2 separate regions of the Gossypium arboreum genome follow, and region 2 is linked to region 1. The links are chromatin contacts, called in public Hi-C maps. All regions are on one chromosome and are shown on one strand. The core of a region is the stretch at or near the end of the contact, and the rest is flanking DNA. Distances in the headings are between cores, read along the strand shown. Region 1 holds the start of LOC108483037. Region 2 holds the start of LOC108458347.

Region 1 (6,620 bases), core at 1,807-4,306:
AAATACAATCACATATTAATATGTCTTATATAGCTCATTTGATCATAATTCACTTACATATAACACATTTCATTCTCATAATAATTCACACATATATCATATGTCCACAAATGTACATATACTTACCTTTTTTCTCAAACATGATATATATTTCAAACGTACCTGAATTGGATACACATTCACATAGTCATTCGTTTCTCGAAATGCCCGTTGAACCGTACAGAATCAAATAGGATACGTGGATAGCTCGAAAAGCTCATACAATGCCAACATCCCAGACGTGGTCTTACATGTAATTAAATATCGATGCCACTGTTCCAGACAGGGTCTTACACAAAATCAAATACGATGCCGATGCCCCAGACATGGTCTTACATGTAGACCTCAAATCGATGTCAACGTCTCAGATGTGGTCTTACACGAAATCACACATCGAAATCCTATGTCATGACATATGTATCCTAACTATTCCTATGCTTCATACGGGACTTTTCAAACGTCGTCACATTATCGGAACTTTCTCGGATTTCTCATTTTCAACTCAAATAGCCATTCTTCACTATTCATTTAACATATAAGCAATAATAATTCAATTCAAACACATTTATTTGTATATCGACTTACCTTGTACAGGAATGAACGGAAACGAACGACTATTCAACTACTTTCAACTTTTCCCGATCTAATTTCATTTTCTTTGGTTCTTGATCTATACACATTCAAATTTAACTATTTTATTTGACAAACCATTCAATTCAATCCATATGTACATATTTAGGGCATTTTACAAATTAGCCCTCACATTTTCACTTTTTACTTTTTGACACTTTAGTCCCTAATTCATAGAATCACAAAATACACATAATTTCATGTTACACATGCTAGGCCAAATTTTCCTCTAGCCCATATAAGCCCATATATTTTATTTATTTCACATTTTAGTCCCTCAAAATCTCATTTTCACAATTTAGCCCATAATAATCAAATTCATCAAAAATCCCAATACAAAACATATTTATCTATCATCAAGCTTCCATAATTCATCAATTAACATTACAAAACTCACAATTTCATCAATGGTATAACTCAAAATCATCATCGGTTCTAGAAATTGATACATGGGCTAGATAGAACACTAAGCAATAATCACAAAAACATAGAAATCATTGAAAACAGATTAAACCCTTTCTTTTCTTATATTTTCGGTATGAAAAGATGAACAAAATGGCCACATTTTTGTTTTTTTTAATTAATACATAATAATACATCAATTACCATTTTATCCATGATTAAGAAACATATAAAAGATTAACATTAAGGCCATTAATGTCCACTCACCATGTAAATGATATTTTAGCAGTTTAGTACTTTAACAAATAGCAAGTCACTTTTGCACTTTACACGATTAGGTCCTTTTTCTAAATTAGGCACACAAACGATCAAATTTTTATATGAAACTTTCACACATATTAATTCGCGTATTATAAGCACAGAAAATAATATTAAAATATTTTTCTGACTCGAATTTGTGTCCCGAAACCACTATTCCGACTAGGATCTAAACTGGGCTGTTACACCGTAGCTCGAACCCGACGATAAGGTCAGGATTCGGGCGTTACATTTATCCTTTAGGATTTACAATAATTATCCTGACAAAATATAATGTTTACAATTTAGCCAGGTTCCAAGTAGATGGGCTTTGAGTCTTTTCCAAGCAATGGGTCAATTCAGTCGGGCCGAATGACCCCCAATGAACAAAAAGGAACATCAAAGTGTGCCTTGGTCGCGGGTTTCTTTGCAAATCCTGTGACACTGGCACAAGCTATTGCTAATATTAGGATTTGTGCTCTTAATTTCGTCATGATTGCTTGTATATTTTTTTTCCAAATTGATTGAATAAATGAAATTAACACACGTTCTTTTGATTAATTTTTATATGATTGTTTGCAATGGTTTTTATATAAAAAGTAAAATCCATAAGAAAATAATAGCTCATTGGTTACCTAAGGTTTAACTAATAGTAAGTTGATTATCTAGACAATTATAATGCGAGAAGATAACTATTATTAGTAAGTAATCTAAATTATCCATGGTATATAGAATCTTATAGAGAAAATGATTTAATTTTAAATAAGATTATTATGTCGTCTATAAATACAATTGGGAAAATGCCCATCTTGGCTATCGAAACTAATTTGACTCCTAAAAATAGAAATATAGTTGTGATTGTTTAGACTAAATCCAAGATGAATTATCCTAGAGCTGTTTATGGTTTTTTCACTTATGACATTCATTGTGCTAATTACCTTAATCCAATGTAAGTGAATCGTCATGTGTGTATAAATGATACATTTTGATATATTAAAAGCCTATGCTCTCATGGTAGTGGGTCAAAAGTTGGTATATTGAGCAAATGACTTGTGCATGACATGATTTCACTTACAGTAGTGGAATCATAACTTAAAAAAAAGAGTGACATCCTCACTAGTATTGTATGAATTATAAAAATAGAGCGTGACCATAGGTTATTTGTTTACGATGAATGACTAATCATTACTGTTTGTAAGTGATAGTCGTTTTCATTGCAAAAGATATAATGTTGATCATCAGATAAAATGGATCGGATTAGGTGATGAACTTAACCTAAAGGGGTCAATGATATCTTATGAGGTAACACGCATATTTGACAATGTCATTGGATAAAGGTTTCGTATATGTAGTTTTCATAATGGTATATAATTAAATAAATTTAATTATATATGTTTGAGGATCAAATTGATAAAATTTGTAAATGTAGATGTTTAAATTTATTGAATTATTTAGAATTATGATCAACTTGATAGAATGTGTAAGTATTGATGACTAAATGTGTTATTATACCGATTAGAAAAAAATCGCATCATCACTTTAATTAATAATTAAATAAAAAGTGACAAAAAAAAACCTAAAATATAAATAATCAAAAAATTTATATTTAAGACATTAATAACTAAATTAAAATTATTATAATTAAATAATAACAAAAATACGCTAATAATTGTTAACTCCAAAAGGATTGAGGGCAAGGGAGAAGGAAAATAAAAAACAACACGGGGCTGACTCAGAGAGTCCTCTCCTTTGTAGGTAATGAGGACACGTGTTACTCACCCAAACATCACTTCCACAGTGTCTCCCCACTTCACTTTCTTGTATTTCAGCTTCTCTTTCCCACCCGTTGCCCCCCAAACCCCCCACTTATGGCTGATATACAGCAATCCTATGACCAGCTAAACGGCGTCGTACCACCCTCCGTCGCCGTCGTTTCATCCGACACCGTTGGATCCAAACGCCAAAGACGTCCCAGCGTTCGATTAGGCGACATCGGTGGCGACCAATCCTATGATTCTCACACACGAAGACCCACAGCTCCCTCTGCCGTATCTGCCGCCTCTAAGCAATGGAAAAACCAACCCCACCATTCGTTAAACACCTCAGTCGGCGGTTTGAATTCTAAATCGTCAAAAACTCGCACTGTTCCCAATCTCGCCGCCGCTGACACCACCAACAACGGCACCTTCGATGACGAAAGAGAAGCTAACGAAAACAATAATAATTTAGACGGCGTCACAATTGGCTGGAGGGTTAAAGATATCAAGAAACGGGGACCCGCTATTAAACGGATCAGATCCAATTGGGTTCCTAAATTCGACAATTCTAGCGGCGGAAACGCTAATATCAACGGCGAAAACAACACGGAAGATAAATACAGTGGTGGTGAAGATAACGATTGTTTCGATATGGAGAATTCAGAGAGTCCCATTAAAGAACAGAGTCCAATTCATTGTTTGGATAATTTGGGTATCCACAGAAGGAGACCAGTGCATGAAGATGGGGTTCGAATATGGCTAAATAATTTGGGTTTAGGAAGGTACGCTCCACTTTTCGAGATCCATGAAGTTGATGATGAGGTTTTGCCATTGTTAACATTGGAAGATTTGAAAGATATGGGAATAAATGCAGTTGGTTCTAGAAGGAAAATGTTTTGTGCTATTCAGAAGCTTAGTAAAGGATTTTCATAACGTTTTTGTAGTGATGGAGATATTTATCCGCCATTGCAATGTAAGTTAAAGCTTTTATTACCTCTTTCTCTGTTTACATTAACATTTGGTGTAGTGAAGTAGGAGAATCATTAGGGTTTTTTTTTTGTAAAAGTATCATTGACGGAGTATTGTATTTTTACGTTTTCACTCGTAGCAAATTAGTCCCTATACATTATATTATATTATATCAAAGAGTAAATTGTCCAATTCTAGGTAAAAAATTGGTCTTTTTTCTGTGGCACGCTACATAAAATTGTCCAGTTGTTTTATCAACAACGTTAATTTTTAATAATAAATATTGATGAAAATTTTACTAGAAGAGATAAATTTACTCTTTAATCAAATGTAAAGAGCGGGTTTGTATGGTAGTTTTACTGGGTTTTTGGTTAGATTTTTAAGGTGCTCTTTTGTTAAGTTAATGCTAACTATTGTTGAGAATTTTAATAGAAAAAAAGAAAGTGAGACAAGATAATATTAGCTTGTATTTTGGTTAAAGAAAAGTGCTTGACGAAAATTAAAGTATTTTCAAATCATATTCCTATTGTTTTCTCATTGAATGGAATATATGTTTTACAATTAGATGCTATATTGTTATTTCTTTAAGCTATGAGACTAGTGATTTGTGTTGTGAAGGCTAGACCCTTTTAGGGAAGGCGCATTTGATGCACTTAACTAAAAAGTAATTGGAGGTTATTGTATTAAGAATTGGACTGCGTTTTGTTCTTTTCATTCAGGAAATAGGTAAATTAATTTTTATATGTTAGATCAAAGAATAAAATAATGCTTTTGGTAAAAAATCTACATTTTTACTGTTAAAAATTGGTCAATATACATCAGCATGTGGTACACGAGACACGCTACGTGCCTGTTGTTGATTATTTTGTCAATCACTTCAGTTTTTAACAGTATAAATAAATAAAAAATTAACAGAAAAAATTAATTTACTCTTCAATCGTATGTAAAGGGATTAATTTACTTTTTTTTAGTAGAAGGAATAAAATGTAATTTACCAAGTTGCTAGTGGATAGAAATGCACCATGTAGCCTTGACAACATGCATTGTGATTACTGTGACGTATTCATTCAGAAGGTTAATAGCTTGGAATGAAGCAATGGCGCAATAAATGTTTCTTTGCTACGGTTGTTGAAGTTTCTATATTTGTTCCCTCTAGAAACAAAATTGTCAAACATATAGCTAATTTGGTTGACCTTTATTCAAGAGAAATATATTTAATTGCTATTGAAAACTAGAAAAAGTTTTAACACATCATAATATCATGCCAAAAATTAGGTGGAGCAGCTTCTTCCACCTAGGGTAGTTCATCTTCAATCCCAAGTCCCTTTGCCAAAGCCAGTTTTAGTGGATTTGTTTTAGGGCTATATGCATGAATGCATTTTTTGTTTCTTATATGGGTAATTATACCTAAGGTCATTAAACTATTAGTTGATTTATATTTTAATTACTCAACTTCAATAAGTTATAAAAATAATTATTGAACTATTTAAAAGTTTTTATTTTAGTTATTGGATTGTTAAGCTTTTTTTAAAATCCGGCTAGCGAACTCTAAGTGACGATTTCATGATCGGTATTGTGGATCAATATTCATTGATAAGTAGAAGAGTAGACCTTAGATCCAAGTCGATCTGACAGATAAAAGAGAGACAAAATAAGAGTTTTGATTGGTGCAGAAAGTGCAAACAAAGAAACAAAGAATGCCATATAACAACAATTTTAACAGTTTAAGAACTTAAATGAAAATTTTCGAATAGTTTGATGATAATTTTATAACTTTTTGAAGCTAAGTGATGAAAACCTAAAGTTGCTAAATACTAATAGATTAGTAACTTTGGGTGTTATATATTACTTTTGGGATCTTTCAGATCTTCTTTATAGACAATTGTTCATACTGAGTTGGGATGAGATGCAAAGATAAATGGTGCCAGCATTTTTGAAGAATACTATGTTATACTTAAATGCCCATCATGTATAGTCCCATGATTATGCTGAAATATGTGCAGGACATGTGTATATTAAGAAAATATAGAGTCTAGGTAGCATAAGTCGAAAACAGAAAACAACAATGAATATGGATGATATGCTGACAGGAAATTTGCCCATAGATTTTCCATCTTGGTGAGGACTGTGTTAAAAACTGGTTCCTAGCTTGACTTGGCTTGGCATGACAAAGCAGTATAACTATGTTTTTATCAATTACCAGTAGGAGCCAATGAACGGAGTAGGTTCGGATTTCCGACCGAACAAAGGAGAGAGGAGGTTAAAGATCAATAATTGAATTGTTAAAATATTAGTCATATAAAAATATAAAAGGATGTAAAACTGTTTAATTTTACACTAGTATAAATGGATTATAATTGTTATTTTCGTTGCTTTAGCCGATTTCTTTAATTTAGACTTCTTAACGGCTTAGTTGGCTTCACCTGGAATTCATAAATTCACACCATTTTTAGCGCATGAGAAGGGTTGAATGCGAAATACTGCTAGACATTGACTTGATTTGTTTGGCCTTGTTAAGTTGGGAAT
Region 2 (6,620 bases), core at 1,463-3,962, 140 kb before region 1:
TGCCCTAACTTATTGGGTTTCGATTTTTCTCCTTTAACCTAAATAACGGAATATTCTTTTAAATCATGACATGAGTTTTGAAAATGCTTATTCTCGGAGATACGAGGTGTTGTGCCCTAACTACTGGGTATGGCATTTTGTTACCTCGAAATAAGATTTTTGCAAGTAAAGGCAATATTCGGTGTTTGGGAATTCGAGGAAACGTGCCTAACTTCTGGGTTTCGATTTTCCTCGTTCACCTTAACTAACTGAATAACCTTTTGAAATACACAATTTTTATATAAAAGGCAAGCTCGCTCTCGAAAATTCAAGATGTCGTGTCCTAACTTCTTGGATGTGACCTTTTATATTGTGAGACGAGAAGGTCCTTAACATTTGAACATTTTCTTTACAAAGAGGATCGTATTTTAAATTCTTTCAAGTTTTCAAATTTTCGACACTAAGACACTAATTAATCAACTAGGTACCAATTTTGGGCGTATCGAGGGTGCTAATCCTTCCTCATGCGTAACCGACTCCCGAACTTATTTTTTGATTTTCGTAGACCAAAAATTATCGTTTTAGTAAATCTTAACTTTTATTAAAATGATTAACTTAAGGTGATCCGATCACACCTAAAAAGATTGGTGGCGACTCCTGTTTTCGTTTTTTTTCTCCAAGTCCATACCCGTTTTTTTTTTAAAAAATGGTTACGACACAAATCACTACTTATCTCTTTCCTAAACAAGCAAAGAATACAATACCTTAAAATTACTAAGAACCCTAAAATTTTCTTGTCGTTTATTCTTCGAGTTGTTGGTTTTTTCCATCATTTAAATATTACTTCCTTGAAGTCGTTCAAAAACTTAAGCCCTCATTCATATGCAACAACTAAAATTTGAATGATCAGATCCAACGGTTGAAGTAAGATCTTGAGATTCGAAGCCAAAATTGAGACCAACTCAAGTGCGAGCTTAGTTGATCCGTGAGACCCATTTCTTCTTTTGCTTATTTTTCGCGCAAATAATTGGTTTTTGGATCTGGGTTTTGGGTGAAAGAACAGAAGAAATAGTGAAAATGGGAGATTTCCATGAACAATTGAAAGTTTGAAGAGAAATGGTGGATTCGAGAAATGGGTTTAAGAAAATATTGGTGTTGTAGTGAAGGATTAGGGATTTGAATTGAATGCTCTTCTCTATCGTTCTTGAAAATGGATTGGTAAAACAAGAAAAAACAAAAAACAAAATGAAAATTTGAAAAATAAAATGGAACTTATAAAGTTAATATTTTATATTGATTTTCGATTTTTTTTTTTGAGATAAAAAGGAGGAAGAATTTATGGCGGATGAGCGATTGAGCTCCATCATGAATTTTTTTCTCCTTTTTTTTCAAACTTTATGTGGCTTATTAAAGCCCTATTATTTGTATGATAATTCAAAAGCTTGAACCATATAAAAATTAGAAAAAGAAATGAAAATGGAAATTTGGGTGTCGGAAAAGTCGGGCTTTGTGGGTTAGTTTGAAAGGGGAAAGTTTTGGTGGCATGAGTTTTTACTGAAGAAAGAAGGGATGAAGGAGTGTAGAAGCAAAAAGGGAAGAAAATGAGGGAAATAAAAAGAAATTTAGGTACAATAGGACACCTTGTGCAAAAAAGTTTAGGTATTAATCCGAAATATGAAAAAGTTATAAGTATTAATTTGGAAAAAGTGAACAAATTTTAGTACTAATTTTATATTTAACCATAATTTTTTTTATAATTAGATGATTATTCATATAGTTTACCCAAATATCAATTGGTTACATGTTTTAAGTTTTTAGACTTTTGTTTTAGTTGATTAAAAAATGCTAGCACCTTTCCAAAGGGATTTGAGTTTTGCACCAGTCTTCTTATGCCTTGGAACATATGTACTTATTTGATTAAATTTTTTACTTTAGATATAATGATAAATGTTCATTTTAAAAAAAATGAAATTCTATTGTGCAAACTTTGATATATTTTCTAAATGATTTTCTGATTTGTAAAACATTATGATATGATATAATGATGGTGAAAATTTCTTTTCCAAGTTTGAGCACACCTCAATCATACATACTTTCGGGTAAGGAAATAAATGTGCGGATGGTCTTGCTCGTCTTTGAAGTAATCTTAGAGACCCTTTTTAATTGAACATCCTATTTTCTTGCTCAAACAATAGTGCAAATGTGTTTGCGTTTGTGTTTAATTATTTTGAAAATCTATGCATATGTTTAATTCTATCTGATTATATTAAGCCTTTCTTGTTGGCTGAGGCCAGGGCTTTTTTGCTATATTGTATATTATTTTAAGTTTAATAGTTGTTCATTTTCTCAACCCAAAAAAAGCTGAGACTTGAAACATGAAACATTTTGAATATTTGTAAAAACATTTTCTTTTCGAGCTTTCAAACATTTTACAAAAGCTTCATCATTCCCTAATTCTCTCTTTTCTAGTTTTATTTTATTTTTATTTTTAAAAGTTATGCAATAACATTTTACCTTTTATTTTGTCTTTCTTTTCAAATTATAATACACAGGATTTAATGTGTCATTTAACAATTTTAGTAATTAAAGAACCTAATTGATATAACCTCAATAAATTGAGGATACAATTGAAATGTCTAAAGTTTTTGGGACTAATTTAATATGAGGGTCATAGTTTGAGGACTTTTGATGGATTTAACCCACATCATATTTATCTGCCATACGCGCACTATCGTATCTGTGCAAAAGTAACGAAGCAAACGGTTCGAATCAGGCCCAATCTCAACAAAGATTACCCGACCCAATCAAATCCCCTGCAAAGAGGCCCAGCATAGGCCTATGAAATCGAGATTGGTGGTGCTTCAAATCTCAGACGGCTGTCTACGGTGAAACGCCATTCTTCATTACCATTAGATTAATCCAAGGTAACGCCATCGGTACTGTCAAAATTTATAGATCTCCACACTTGGTTTGCTCGCCGGTAAAATGCCTTCATATTTTTTGGTTGAATTTTTTCTGTCACAAATCTGCCAAAAACCTCTGTCATTTTCGTTATCACATGCAGTCTTATTGTTGTCTTTTTTTTTTTTTTATCGAAGGTGTTATGGCGAAGGTTAACGAAGCAGCGGCGATGGAAATTGATGATCCAAATTCAAACATTTCTGACCAGATCAGCCCTAAATTCTCAATCAATGGTTTGTTTTTTGATGTTTCTTTATAGAATTTTTAACTTCAACAATTGCATCACCTGTACTAATTTGTTAGCGAGATTGTATGTTCTGTTTGATTTGTTTCTTGTTTATTTGAAATTATATATAAAAAAAATTGGCTTCCTTTTCAGTTTTGCAACTTCTTAAGTCTGCTCAGATGCAACATGGATTACGACATGGAGATTACACTCGTTACCGGTAAATTCACTTTGAAAATGATTACAAAATTATGGAAATGTTTTATATTTGGACATTGTTAATATTTAAACGAATAATGTTGGGACTGCAGGAGGTATTGCACTGCTCGTTTGAGGAGGCTGTATAAATCATTGAAGTTTACACATGGCCGTGGTAAATACACCCGAAAAGCCATTTCGGAGTCCACAGTCACTGAAGTGAGGTCAGCCTTGTTAATTTGCTGTAATTTGACAATTTTTTACAATATGGAAGTTGCTTATATTTTCGCTTTACAAGTGCTTATTTCTTTGTGTTTGTGCAGACATGGTTAGAGGGTAATTATTGGTGTTGTGTTGCTTGTGAAGTAATAGTTAGAACATGTTTTAGAGTTTCTTGCATTAACATGTCTGGTTTTAAATTGTTTGCTTTAGAAGCTTTTTGTATTGCAAGGGATTGGTTGGTCTATGCTGTATGTACTCAAGTTACGATATCTTTTCAAAGCTTACAGTGTTACTTTGATTTGATGTGAAATAGGTTTCTTCATGTGGTTCTGTATATGGCAGAGAGAGCTTGGAGCCATGCCATGGAGAAACGACAGCTTCCAGATGGTCCAAATGCACGCCAGCGTATCTATTTGATTGGTAGATTACGCAAGGCAGTCAAATGGGCTGATCTCTTTTCACATTTGTGTTCTGTCAAAGGAGATTCTAGAACATCTTTAGAAGCTGAGGTTGGTTTGCAATTTTATTGTTATTTGTACATCTACAATCTTCAACCCACTTTTTTGGGTCTTAAGGAAGAAATGAAAAAGCATAAAATAGTTACGTGCGTACATTATTTCTTTTAAATCTCTTGCTTTTTTCTTTTGTTATCTTTGGTTAAATGGTGTGTCTTTTGAGTTGTGTAAAGGTGTAAATGCTTTTAATTAGTATGTAAATTATTGCTTATGCCTTACAATAGCATCACAGTGAGCTTAATGAATTTTTGCTTTCTGATTGAGTTTGCTATTTCTGGATGTTAACTATGCTTGGAGCATAGACTTTGTACTTGTCGTGGACAAGTGAAGCTAGGGATGTCTGTAAATCTATGTTTATCTTAATCAAATTTACAATTTTGTTTCCATGAGCCTTAATTTACTCCAGTGTTTGCCGTTATTTTGTATTGTTTTCTTTATGAAGCATGACTGTAATTCTTTGCAGTTCATCTTTTTTTGATTTTTTCTTTCTAGGCCTATGCGTCCTATATGAAAGGGAATTTGTTGTTTGAACAAGACCGGAATTGGGACACTGCATTGAGGAATTTCAAAAGTGCCAGGTTTGTGCTCGTCTCCAATAGTATCCTGACATAGAAATAATAAAGTAACATGTTCAAGTAGATGGCTAATATTTTTGCTTGATCTCATGCTCCTATCCTGTGTCAAAAGGAAAAAAATCAATATCCTTCGTAATACTTTACCCAATAGTTGTTTTGTCGGTTCTAGCACAAAAGGCTGACATCTTTGATTATGTTGCAGGTCGGTTTATGAAGAACTAGGGAAATATGGAGATTTAGAGAATCAAGTCTTGTGTCGTGAACGGGTTGAAGAACTCGAACCTAGTATTCGCTACTGCCTTCACAAAATTGGAGGTTCAAATTTGCAAGCTTCTGAACTTTTACAGATTGGTGAAATGGAAGGTCCTGCATCGGACCTTTTCAAATCAAAGCTAGAGGTAAGTTCTTTTCTGTGAATAGGAATTAATGAGGCATTGGTAATTTCATTTTCTTTACCATGAATAGTGCTGCCTGTATTAAGTTTTAGTGAGTCACTGCTTATTTTTCTCCTAACTTGCTACCTGCCTGCTTGGCTAAGGAATTAATCTGTTATAGTGTAAATGAATCAATTCTTCTAAAAATTTGCTTTCCAAGTTAGCAAGAACTTGTTCCAACCGTTTACCACCTTACCAAAGGTGAAGTGGTGAGAATAGATAGTTGCTTTCTGAATTATAACACATCATTTCTTTTGATATTCGTTCGATTGGAACAAACTAATCATTTGTTCAGAAATTTTGATAAGATGTTTGAACTATCCTTTTCAAACTTCAAGCTGATCTTTTGTCTGCAAACATTTTCATCTATGGTCGAAAACCTTTGGCTGCTTTTTACGACAAATTAGTTATGCACTCCTCAAAGTTTGTATAAATGATAATTTCTTTTCTTAGAAGAATGCCCATTTGTATTATATCTGTTGGAATTGGTTGTGCTCGTCCTAAGAGCTCATCAGATAACTGTGCAGGAAAGGGAGAGGGAGGGGGATAATAACTTTTGTCCTTTCTCTTTATTCTGCAGATGGTTTTGTTGGTTACATTGATGTCTTATACTATCCTGATTTGCAGGCCGTTATGGCGGAGGCAAGATCACAACAGGCTGCATCTCTGACAGAGTTTCATTGGCTTGGCAATAGATTCCCAATTACTAATGCAAAAACTCGGGTTGCTATTTTGAAAGGTTTGCCATTAGCTTTTCCTGTGAATGTCAGTAATGAGGTTAGCGTGTTTATGGCTCATATTAAAAATCAAGACTGAAAACCACTTGGAAGTTGTTATGGTAATCTATGATTGACCTATATATTTTCTTAAATTATGCATAAACTACTGACAACTGAAGAATTATGGGTGTGGTTTTGATTGTCAAATATCTTCTGTTTCAGATGAAAACAAAAATATTCACCTTCCTTAGTCCTCTCTTCTTCACCCGAGATCCATTAAATGCCAAATTTGAACATAGTCAATATATTAAGCTTTCATTTTATTGGCACTTAGAGTCAGTATTTGCTCTTAATAATTTTTTTTTTGCATTTTATTTTTCAATTTTTTAGCTCATTGCTTTAATGACTCATCCTAGCACCTAAACCAGACTTAAATTGCAGTTGAAGCTAGCTTTCAAATTTCTGTGCTGCACTCCTTTCTGCTTCTCTCTTCTTTGTCTGCTAGATTTAAGATGTAGCCAATTCTAGCAGTAAAAATTTCTAGCTTCAGTTGAATTCAGTGTCACAAATCATGTTTTTTTCATTAATTGTAGATGTGAAAAAAGCACCTGTGTGGTTGAAACTTTTTTATTCTTGTTTTCTGGTTATCCTTGTGACCCTTCAAGTTGGTTAAGAGGACATATGGCCTAAATTTATACTTTTCCTGTGTGCAAAATCTGCAGCCCAAGAACTGGAAAAAGATTTACATGGCCCTTTAGCCGATTCACTCTCAGCTGAGAAAAGACTAGTAA

Evidence for each region. Hi-C and Micro-C count contacts between places; a contact is called where the count stands out from the background.
Region 2: a Hi-C map of leaf shows a contact between it and region 1, with 4 times the contacts expected there. The contact joins the promoter of LOC108458347 here to the promoter of LOC108483037 in region 1. A contact is called at or near these places in 3 of 5 Hi-C or Micro-C datasets (all in leaf).

The regions. Positions count from the first base shown.
Region 1 is chr7:99,962,845-99,969,464 of ASM2569848v2, reverse strand. It overlaps LOC108483037, which reads left to right and starts at 3,056. Exons shown (of 1, transcript XM_017786219.2): 1 at 3,056-4,300. The coding sequence starts at 3,237. The coding sequence ends at 4,058.
Region 2 is chr7:100,104,254-100,110,873 of ASM2569848v2, reverse strand. LOC108458347 reads left to right here and starts at 2,712. Exons shown (of 14, transcript XM_053031140.1): 1 at 2,712-2,903; 2 at 3,078-3,173; 3 at 3,320-3,386; 4 at 3,478-3,588; 5 at 3,900-4,095; 6 at 4,594-4,679; 7 at 4,879-5,074; 8 at 5,738-5,849; 9 at 6,552-6,620. The coding sequence starts at 3,083.